Regions from separate parts of the Sus scrofa genome. Here regions 2 and 3 are each linked to region 1. The links are chromatin contacts, called in public HiChIP or PLAC-seq maps. All regions are on one chromosome and are shown on one strand. The core of a region is the stretch at or near the end of the contact, and the rest is flanking DNA. Distances in the headings are between cores, read along the strand shown. Region 1 overlaps TCEANC2 (transcription elongation factor A N-terminal and central domain-containing protein 2). Region 2 overlaps SSBP3 (single-stranded DNA-binding protein 3). Region 3 overlaps SSBP3 (single-stranded DNA-binding protein 3).

Region 1 (2,700 bases), core at 200-2,699:
GGCGCTGTCCTCCTGGGTTGGGTCCCTGTGCAGTAGTTCTGCTCCCCCGCACTCGCTTCTGTCCCCTTTCCTAGCAGCACTCAGTACACTCACAGTGGGTTCACTGGCTGTCTGCAGCTGGTCTGTGCTCCTTATGGAGCCAAGAGTTGTGTCAACCTTGCTCACTGCCCTTTCCTCAGCCCAAGTACGTAGTAGTTGCTAAATGAGTATTTGACTATGTGGTAGGGTAGGGAGGGAAGGAGTGAAGCAAAAAAAGGAAGTGAGTAAAATTTATTTTCAAGGAACTCACTCTTAAGGAAAACAGACTCAAGAAATCTGTCATTATATTATGAAATGACTAAGGAAAGCTCAGGACATTGTGGCAGCCTCAAGAAGAACTTTCAGTCCTTTGAACTAGGATTTGCTTTTTTTGCTTTTTTTTGTTGTTTTCTTTTTTGACAACTGCACCCAAGGCATATGGACGTACCCAGGCTAGGGGTCGAATCGGAGCTGCAGCTGCAGGCCTGTGCCACAGCCACAGCAATGCCAGATCCAAGCCATATCTGTGACCTATGCTGGGTCCTTAACCCACTGAGCAAGGTGGGGGATCAAACCCGTATCGTCATGGATTGTGGTAAGGTTCTTCATCTGCTGAGCCACAACTCTCTACTTTTTGTTTTTTAGCTAATCTTTGAGCTACAAATAGGAGTGTGTTTTCAAGGGCAAGTGTGCCTTGCAAGGGAACATGAACCTGTCGAGAGGCGTAGAGGTGTGTGAAAGCAGCTGAGCTTGCTCAGGCTGGGTGAGGAACAGGACCTGGGAGGCCAATAGTGAGTGGTGCGCCTGGAAAGGAAGTGAGGGGGTCCCAGACCAGCATCCCAGTCTGGCCTGGATCCAGAGCATGTGGACAAAGCCCCAGACCTGTCCTGCTTTGATTTGGCCTGTGACTTCAAGAGGGTTGGGCCTGAGCCAGAACACCGCCAGACTGCCACAGCGCCCATCCTCTAGGCCCGTTCTGCTTAGGTGACTCTGCAGAAGTCTCTCCAAATCCAACTGATCTCAGAACGTGAAGGGAACAGTGAGGGTGGTAAAAAGGAAGACACATGAATGTTGGAGTTGGGGGCTCCGGGTCAGAGCCCCTAACTCTGCCTCTTAATAGTTGTAAGAATCGCAAGCATTTCTTTATCTTTCAACCTGTTTCCTCATCTGTAAAATGAGATCATAGGAGTTGTGGGCATTAAATATGAAAAGTGATTTATAAACTGTTTTACACACATATCAGGATCTAGACCCATTGTTTCTAAAATGCTGCTAAAGGGTTAAAAGGCACTTGAAAAACAAACAAACAGAAAAGTATAAATGTTATACTGATTTATTATCCTCAGTCTTCGTTTCCTGGTTGGTAGAGTACAGGGCCCAGAACCCATTGCTTGGTTCAAGCCAGTTTCCTGTTATAATGGCAAATATTACCACCCGGCAGGGGTTGTGAATGAGGTCCCTGTCACAAAGCACATGGCCTTGTTCCTTAATTGCCAGGGTGGAATTAATTTGCTCTTCCTGTTTCTCTGGTGACAGGAAGTAGATGTCCTTGAATTTCAGTTGATTAATGGAGGCCTCTGAGCAAAGTGCTCCAGCCTCTCTCACTTTTAATCCTTATGCAATGCAAGGCCCTAATTTGATAATTTTGCTGTTTTTTTTAGATGGATCACCTACTGGTTGAAAATATTGAACGGGAAACGTTTCATCTCTGCTCCCGCCTCATTAATGGGCCGTACCGGCGGACGGTGAGAGCCCTGGTCTTCACATTAAAGCATCAAGCTGAAATCCGGGCTCAGGTGAAGAACGGCACGCTGCCAGTCGGCACGTTTGTACAGACCCACAAAAAGTGACCCGAGGACGGTTCCACCCCTGGGCTGGGCAGAAAGGAAAATGGGCCTCTCTCTGCCATTCAAAGATTCTTTTGAGTTTGGGCGATGGCTGTTGCTGGCTGTGCTAAATTTTCCCGTGGTGCCATGTTCCAGACAGAGGATGCAGAGAGCCCTGGGAGACAGGCCGCAGGAAGCGCTTCATTAGCTGTAGTGCGCTGGGGCTGCCTGACAGGATGTGCGCTGGTTGTCACTAGGAAGCGCGGCACGGTTGCCATCACCCAGCACAGTGAAAGGGTGACAGATTTCACTGTGAATATGCCAAGGACACCTCTAAATGTCCCCCGTGTCAGGCAGATGAAGTTCCTACTTTATTTCGCCACCCTGCAGGTAACTGAAACTCAATTACCGCTGCTGCTCACTCGGTTCCGTCCCCCTGAGTTTAGATAGCGCCAGTGCCTCTCAGAACTCCCCCGTCTGTTCTCTTTGCTCTACCCCAGGGGTGAGCCTGCCAGAGCCCGCCAACCACCCCTTCTTTCCAGAACTCACTTATCTGAACGTTTCAGCTCTCCCTGGAAGACCTTCTGTGTTGGGCTCCGGAGCCCCCATGCTGAGGCTTCTAATGAGGAACTGGCCTGAAGCATCCCCACACCTTGAGGTTTATTTGAATATGTCAGCTCTCGGTTTAAGGTTCTGCAGAAGATACATGATGAAATTTCTTTTGAAATGAATTCCTGTAGGAGAAAAATTGTATATGTGTGTGCTTTAAAATGAAATACCTCTACATAGACTTGCTTGAACAATTACGTAAATGATACTTGCTTTTGTTTGTTTGTTTGTTCTGTTTCCATTCCAG
Region 2 (2,993 bases), core at 10-2,509, 150 kb after region 1:
CGCCTCCCTAATCCAGTTGTCTGTGTCCTCACATTTGTCACTGAAATTCACACGGTCACCCAGCCCTTTCTGCTTTGGTGACCCTGGGGTCACGCTGGTGCTGGAGGTCTCATCCACCTCATTTTCATCATCTGAGCTCTTAGAAAACACACTCACGATACTCACACGGCGAAAAAGGAAACCCGCACACTCTCGACACAAAGCACACAGGCAGGCTGCCGGCAGCGTGGGGGCAGAGGTGAGGTGCGGTGCCCGAGTCAGGCCCCTCAAAGGCACAACTGGAGGGTCCATCCTGAGAGCCACAGCACACGGCTGCTGGCATCTGTGGTCGTGGACATGTGGGCGACCTGGGAGGAGGAGTCTATGCCATACTCATGTGCTCAGTCCTGTCTTTGGGGCCGTTTAAGTGGGTCTTAAACGTTTCTGCCCAATTTCCTGCATCCATTGCCAAAAACCGAGACTTTTCTTCCCCCTTCTTTTTTTGGCTACCCTGTGGCATATCAATCAGCTCTGAGCTGCACATGCGACCTACACCACCGCTGCAGCAACATGGAATCCTTAACCCACTGTGCCAGGCCGGGGATCGAACCTGTGTCCCAATGCTGCAGAGACACTGCAGATCCCATTGCACCACAGTGGGAACTCGCCCAAACCAAGACTTTTTGTGTCCTGGGAAGTCATCTTCTGGGACACAGGGCTTTCAGTGCTAAAACCCAAATGGTTGGTTACCCTGGGGCGAGGCAGGGGCTATGGGAGGTGCTGGCTGCCCACGAGAGGGAGAGCACAGGGGGTGGGACTTCAGGGGATGAGTCTGGTTCCCGCACTTCTCAGTCACGTGACCCCAGGAAAGGTGCCTCTCGACACCCCAAGGAGCCTCCCCCAGAGGACGGGATGCGGGAACTCGAGAAGGAGCGGGTGAGCAAGAACCAGAGAAAGGGAATCTGAGCTCCAGCCTCATCGGAGGTAGGAACTTTGAGAGGCCAAGAAGGGAAGGAGTAGCTTCTAGATGAGGGGGTGGCAGGAGGAGAGGCAGACAGGCTGTGGGCTGTGGGCGGCAGAGGCACAGGGCAGGCAGGTCCCCGGGGGCTCCACCCGCAGCTCACCTGCCAAGGAACCAGACCAGAGAGGGTGAGGCACTAACCCAGGTGCACAGCCAGTCAGCCGGGCAGGGACTGGCCTGACCCCCCTGTGGCTTGTGCTCTTCCCACCAACACCCCACTCGGGCCAGCAGGGGTCCCCACAGCGAGACCGGGTGCCCGGCTCGGACCAGCCGGGTAAGACCCACGCCACCCCCTGCAGGGCATGAAACGGGAACTGGGCTGCCCAAGAGTTAATCACTTTTCTGACGGTTTATTTTATTCATCTTTGGTAACAAATGGCTGAAATCAATTAAACTTGCTTTCCCCTCAGCTGATGAAGTTAATTATGATTTGTTATGGTATCTGATATGTAAATTATTAGAAAGCAGACTTACGTTGGATCGGCTGCCTCCAGGCGGCACCGGATTAATCATTGTGTAGATGTTGTCACTGGAATTTGTTGAATCTGCAGAACAGTGGAAACCCGCAAGTCGGGGTGATTAATTCATTTCTTAATTAAAACAAACTCGTGGCACTTGAACTCATTCTTTTGTATTTTATCACCTAAAATATCCTCTAAGTACCACCATTTTCTGGCTAATTTGTATTTAATGAAGATTCACAAAGTTTTTAATCACAGAAAATTCCGCTGTGAAAACCACTCAACCCTGAAAGGAAGGATTTCCGGGTGCCTGGACAGCCATGTGGACATGGACACGGCAAGGCGGGGTGGCTACGGGTTCCACTCTCCACCCCACACCAAACCAGGTTCCCAGATGCGGCCCGGGACGAGGCAGGGGCAGCCGGACCTCCACCCTGTGCCTGCAGCCCGGCCCAGCAGGGTGCATCAGGTCGGGAAGGAGAAACACTGCCCGCTGCCCAGGGGGCCACCCTGCCAAGCTGAGGGGGCAGGAGGGAGAGGTGGCGGCGACGGGGCTGGAGACGCATTAACATATGGAGTGGTTTAATGTGACCCAGTCTGAATGTAGGTCATGCAGCTCATAAAAATGCAGCAGCAGAAAGAGGGAGCGGGAGCGGGAGCCGGGATACCGTGCTTGCCGCCACCGGCTCCACCCCTGCAGCTGAGCAGCTTCCCTGCTACGGGGGGAGCCAAGGAGGGGGTGGGAGAGGGGGGCCCCTCTGTCTCCCCAATTAGCCAGGAGAATCTCCTGAGGAAATCAGCTAACTTGTTTCTATCAGGAGCAGGCACCATACTTCTCGGGCAGAAATCCAACTACCTCTCACTCTTTATTTTGGGGGAGAGTAAAGACGGCGCAGAGAATTCCTGCTAGTTGGTGGGATGCTATTCTTAGCTGGGAAAGAAACACAACTGAGATGCTGCCTCTGTGTGTGTGTGTGTGTGTGTGTGTGTGTGTGTGTGTGTGTGCGCGCGCGCGTGCGCACGCCCAAGTGTGTGCACACATGCCCTCTTCCGATTAAAGAAAAGAGAAGGCATCTCGGCCACAGAGGACCAGAAGCCAGGGCTTCAGGACCCGAGAGGTGTCAGCTAGAGAATCCTCGTCCCACGATGCCAGAGCCCCAAAGCCCCTCTTCAGTCATCCAGAGAAACGACAGCCAGAACAGGTTCTCTCTGACCAGGGGGACGACTGGTCTGACCAGTGGGATCTCCACGCTCTGCCCTCTTCTGTTTTTTTTTTTTTTTTGTCTTTTGTTGTTGTTGTTGTTGCTATTTCTTGGGCCGCTCCCGCGGCATATGGAGGTTCCCAGGCTAGGGGTCGAATAGGAGCTGGAGCCACTGGCCTACGCCAGAGCCACAGCAACGCGGGATCTGAGTAGCGTCTGCAACCTACACCACAGCTCACGGCAACGCCGGATCGTTAACCCACCGAGCAAGGGCAGGGACTGAACCCGCAACCTCATGGTTCCTAGTCGGATTCGTTAACCACTGCGCCA
Region 3 (2,777 bases), core at 46-2,545, 200 kb after region 1:
CCCTCCCCTGGTCCAGGCCTCCTGACGGCCTCTCCTTCAGAGCGCAAATCCCGCCAGGTGTCCAGCCGCCCCAGAGCTCCCTCCGCTCCATCGCTGGCGGGAGGGGTGGGCGTGGGGCTTACTCACTCCCCTTCCCCCAGCAAGGGGTGGCGGGGCTCTTCCACAGAAGGGGAGCCAGCTGCCCACCCAACCGTAGTGCGGTATGTCCCATTCTTGCCCCGATCTTCCCAACAAGCCAGCAGGGACCACAGGTGAGAGAATGGAGGCTCGGGGACTGGTCCCCAGTCATTCAGCTTGGAACAGGCATGACTGGAAGTCAAGCCCAGACCTTTCGGCCGTGTCTCTGCTTCTCTGGTTTAAAAACCGTTCCTTTTTTGGGCTTTTGTCCTTTTAGGGCCGCATCCGCAGCATAAGGAGATTCCCAGGCTAGGGGCTGAATCGGAGCTGTAGCCTACACCACGACCACAGCAACACCAGATCCGAGCCACATCTGTGACCTACACCACAGCTCACCGCAACGCCAGATCCTTAACCCACTGAGCGAGGCCAGGGATCGAACCCACAACCTCATGGTTCCTAGTCAGATGCGCTTCTGCTGCATCACGATGGGAACTCCTGGTATAAGTTCTGAACCTGATGCTTAAAAATGCTGCCTGGGGACAAAGAAGTCCAGGTCCCCGGCCCTGCCCTTCCATTCTCCAGCAACCGTGCTCCTCAGGAACCTCACTTTACCTCTCTGAGCCCTTCCTCATCTACTGGGGGGGGGGGCTCTACCTTCTATGGGGGTGTGAGAAACCTAAATATGACTCCGGGGGTACAGGGCTCGAACCCCTGGTAAGGGGCTCCGGCTGCGACAGGTCCTCAGCCCCTGAGCTGGCAACACAGCACCAGGTAGGGGACAGTGTGTTTGCTTTTAAGATGCCATGAACACAAAGCAAGCCGGGGCACGGGAGGGGTCAGGGCTGCCAGAAGACAACGTCTTCTACTCGACAGAACCCCGTCTCCTAAGGCGCGACCTCTATCTTTTACAGCGTGAAAGAACCCCCCGTCAGAACAGTTCCAAGAGAAAGAGGAACTGGCTTCTCTGGCCTGAGAAGGTCATGGCCTCCGCCCCACTGGGCCCTGCCCATCCATCCCAGGAAGCACCCGACTTCTTCTGGGAATTGGATCAAAGGGCACCGTTTGGGTAAGAGGTGGAGCCCTGTTTAATTAATACCTGGTTATACCGTGGATGCTGGCCAGGGCACCCTCCCCGGTGTGCAAACACCTCCCGGGCTGGGCCGCACGGCACAGCACACAGGTCCCGGGCGAGCGCATGTGAGACAACGGAGATTAAGGGCTAGAGGTCCCGCCTGCACATGAGCAGCACGGAGTGGATCAACGGCACGCTGTTTGTACAACGCTGATTCTCTTCTTAAAGAGAGATGAGCTTCGGGGCCTGGTTTACACCATTAGCAAAACACACACACAGACACACACACACATGCACGCTTCCCCCTGTCTTAAAGGAGCCGTTTACAACCACAAACATGTCATCGTAGGCCAGTGACAGCTCCTTAACAAGAACACTGGCAGTCGCCTCTGCAAAGTGGAAAATTCCCTGGCAGGGGCCCGCACACACGTTCGGTTCCAATGACAACTTAATCCTGCCAGGATGGAGGTGTGCAGAGAACAAAAAACCGCCCGCTTCAGAAACTTTCTTTTTTTTTTAAAAGTTTAAGAGAAATCATTACAGGCTTGGCCCCCCGAACACCTTTCACTTTGCTTTCATGTGTGCGGCTGGCACCAGATTTCCATGAGGACAGAGTCGCCCCCCACCGCCCGCCCCCGGCACAGCTTCTGCTGGGACAGGACAAGGCACGCAGCTGCCTGAGAAGTTCACCCCAGTTCCCTGGTAGCGAAGCGGGGAGGTGCACACGTGGCCGGAGACGGCTGTGGGAACCAAGGAGCCGGGAATCCTCAGGCTCTCCTGCCGCCCAGGATGGAGGGCGTGAGGGGCCCGCTGCTGTGGTTTGCAGGCTCAGGGGCTCAGCGCTGAGCAGATGCCGCCTAAGCCTTTAAAGCACGCACTAATTGCGCTAATTTAGCTAACAGTCTCTGTTTCGTCCCCCACCCGGGTGGACCAGCGTCCTTTGGTCCTGCTGGAGAGATGCAAGCTGTTGGCCTCACCGTTATGTTGTCAGCCATTAAGCGATTCATCGGAGTCATTAATTGATTTATTACTGCTGCCTGCTCAGAGGGTTTAGCAAATCAGGAATGATGTAGGTCACAACGCACAGGAAATTAGACCAAACACCACCACGAGAAGCCGGGGGCTTAGTCTGCCGCTGTCCAATCGGGCGGCCCGCCGCGCCTGGTTAGTGTACGGACAGCGTAGCTGGCTCTCCTGCTTGAAATCTGGGTGTCAGTCTGACTCTGGTTCAGACACCGGTGCTGCCCAAGATGCAGAAGGCGGAGAACTTGTCTGGAGGGCTCCTGGGCACCTGCCAGGCATGGTCACCAGCAACGGAGCAGGAGGGGGAAGAGAAGCCTTTGCCGGCCCCCTACGGGGTGGGGCCGGGTTGCAATGGCTGGGCCTGTGGCTCTGCCCTCCAGGACACCGGGAAGCCAGGGAGAGGGGCCACACCCTCTCTCCCTGTGCTGCCCACAGGAGTGACAGCTGCCAGTAACAGGTGCCTCCTCATGCCTGGCCCTTCAGTACTTCTCTCTCATCCCTTCAACAGCCCCAGGGGGTAGGTGGCATTATCATCCCTGTGTTACAGAAAAGAAAACCGATC

What was found. HiChIP or PLAC-seq counts read pairs in DNA pulled down with a chosen protein or histone mark.
Region 2: an H3K27ac HiChIP or PLAC-seq map of alveolar macrophages shows a contact between it and region 1. The contact joins two enhancer-like sites. A contact is called at or near these places in 2 of 47 Hi-C or Micro-C datasets (embryonic fibroblasts and liver) and 1 of 2 datasets of contacts at active chromatin or transcription factors (alveolar macrophages).
Region 3: an H3K27ac HiChIP or PLAC-seq map of alveolar macrophages shows a contact between it and region 1. The contact joins two enhancer-like sites. A contact is called at or near these places in 1 of 47 Hi-C or Micro-C datasets (embryonic fibroblasts) and 1 of 2 datasets of contacts at active chromatin or transcription factors (alveolar macrophages).

The regions. Positions count from the first base shown.
Region 1 is chr6:158,221,085-158,223,784 of Sscrofa11.1, reverse strand. TCEANC2 (transcription elongation factor A N-terminal and central domain-containing protein 2) reads left to right here. Exons shown (of 5, transcript XM_005665408.3): 5 at 1,680-2,700. The coding sequence ends at 1,868. Among named protein-coding and RNA genes, the nearest start is that of TCEANC2, 39 kb to the left of the region's middle. Within about 2 kb of position 1,449, at least 5 of the 83 cell types and tissues checked have an H3K27ac peak or open chromatin away from gene starts, as enhancers often do. A contact at or near this core is called in alveolar macrophages, where this site is marked.
Region 2 is chr6:158,069,492-158,072,484 of Sscrofa11.1, reverse strand. SSBP3 (single-stranded DNA-binding protein 3) reads right to left here. Exons shown (of 17, transcript XM_021096596.1): 13 at 1,475-1,545. Among named protein-coding and RNA genes, the nearest start is that of MRPL37, 73 kb to the left of the region's middle. Within about 2 kb of position 1,259, at least 5 of the 83 cell types and tissues checked have an H3K27ac peak or open chromatin away from gene starts, as enhancers often do. A contact at or near this core is called in alveolar macrophages, where this site is marked.
Region 3 is chr6:158,019,854-158,022,630 of Sscrofa11.1, reverse strand. All of the region lies in intron 4 of SSBP3 (single-stranded DNA-binding protein 3), which reads right to left. Among named protein-coding and RNA genes, the nearest start is that of SSBP3, 110 kb to the right of the region's middle. Within about 2 kb of position 1,295, at least 17 of the 83 cell types and tissues checked have an H3K27ac peak or open chromatin away from gene starts, as enhancers often do. A contact at or near this core is called in alveolar macrophages, where this site is marked.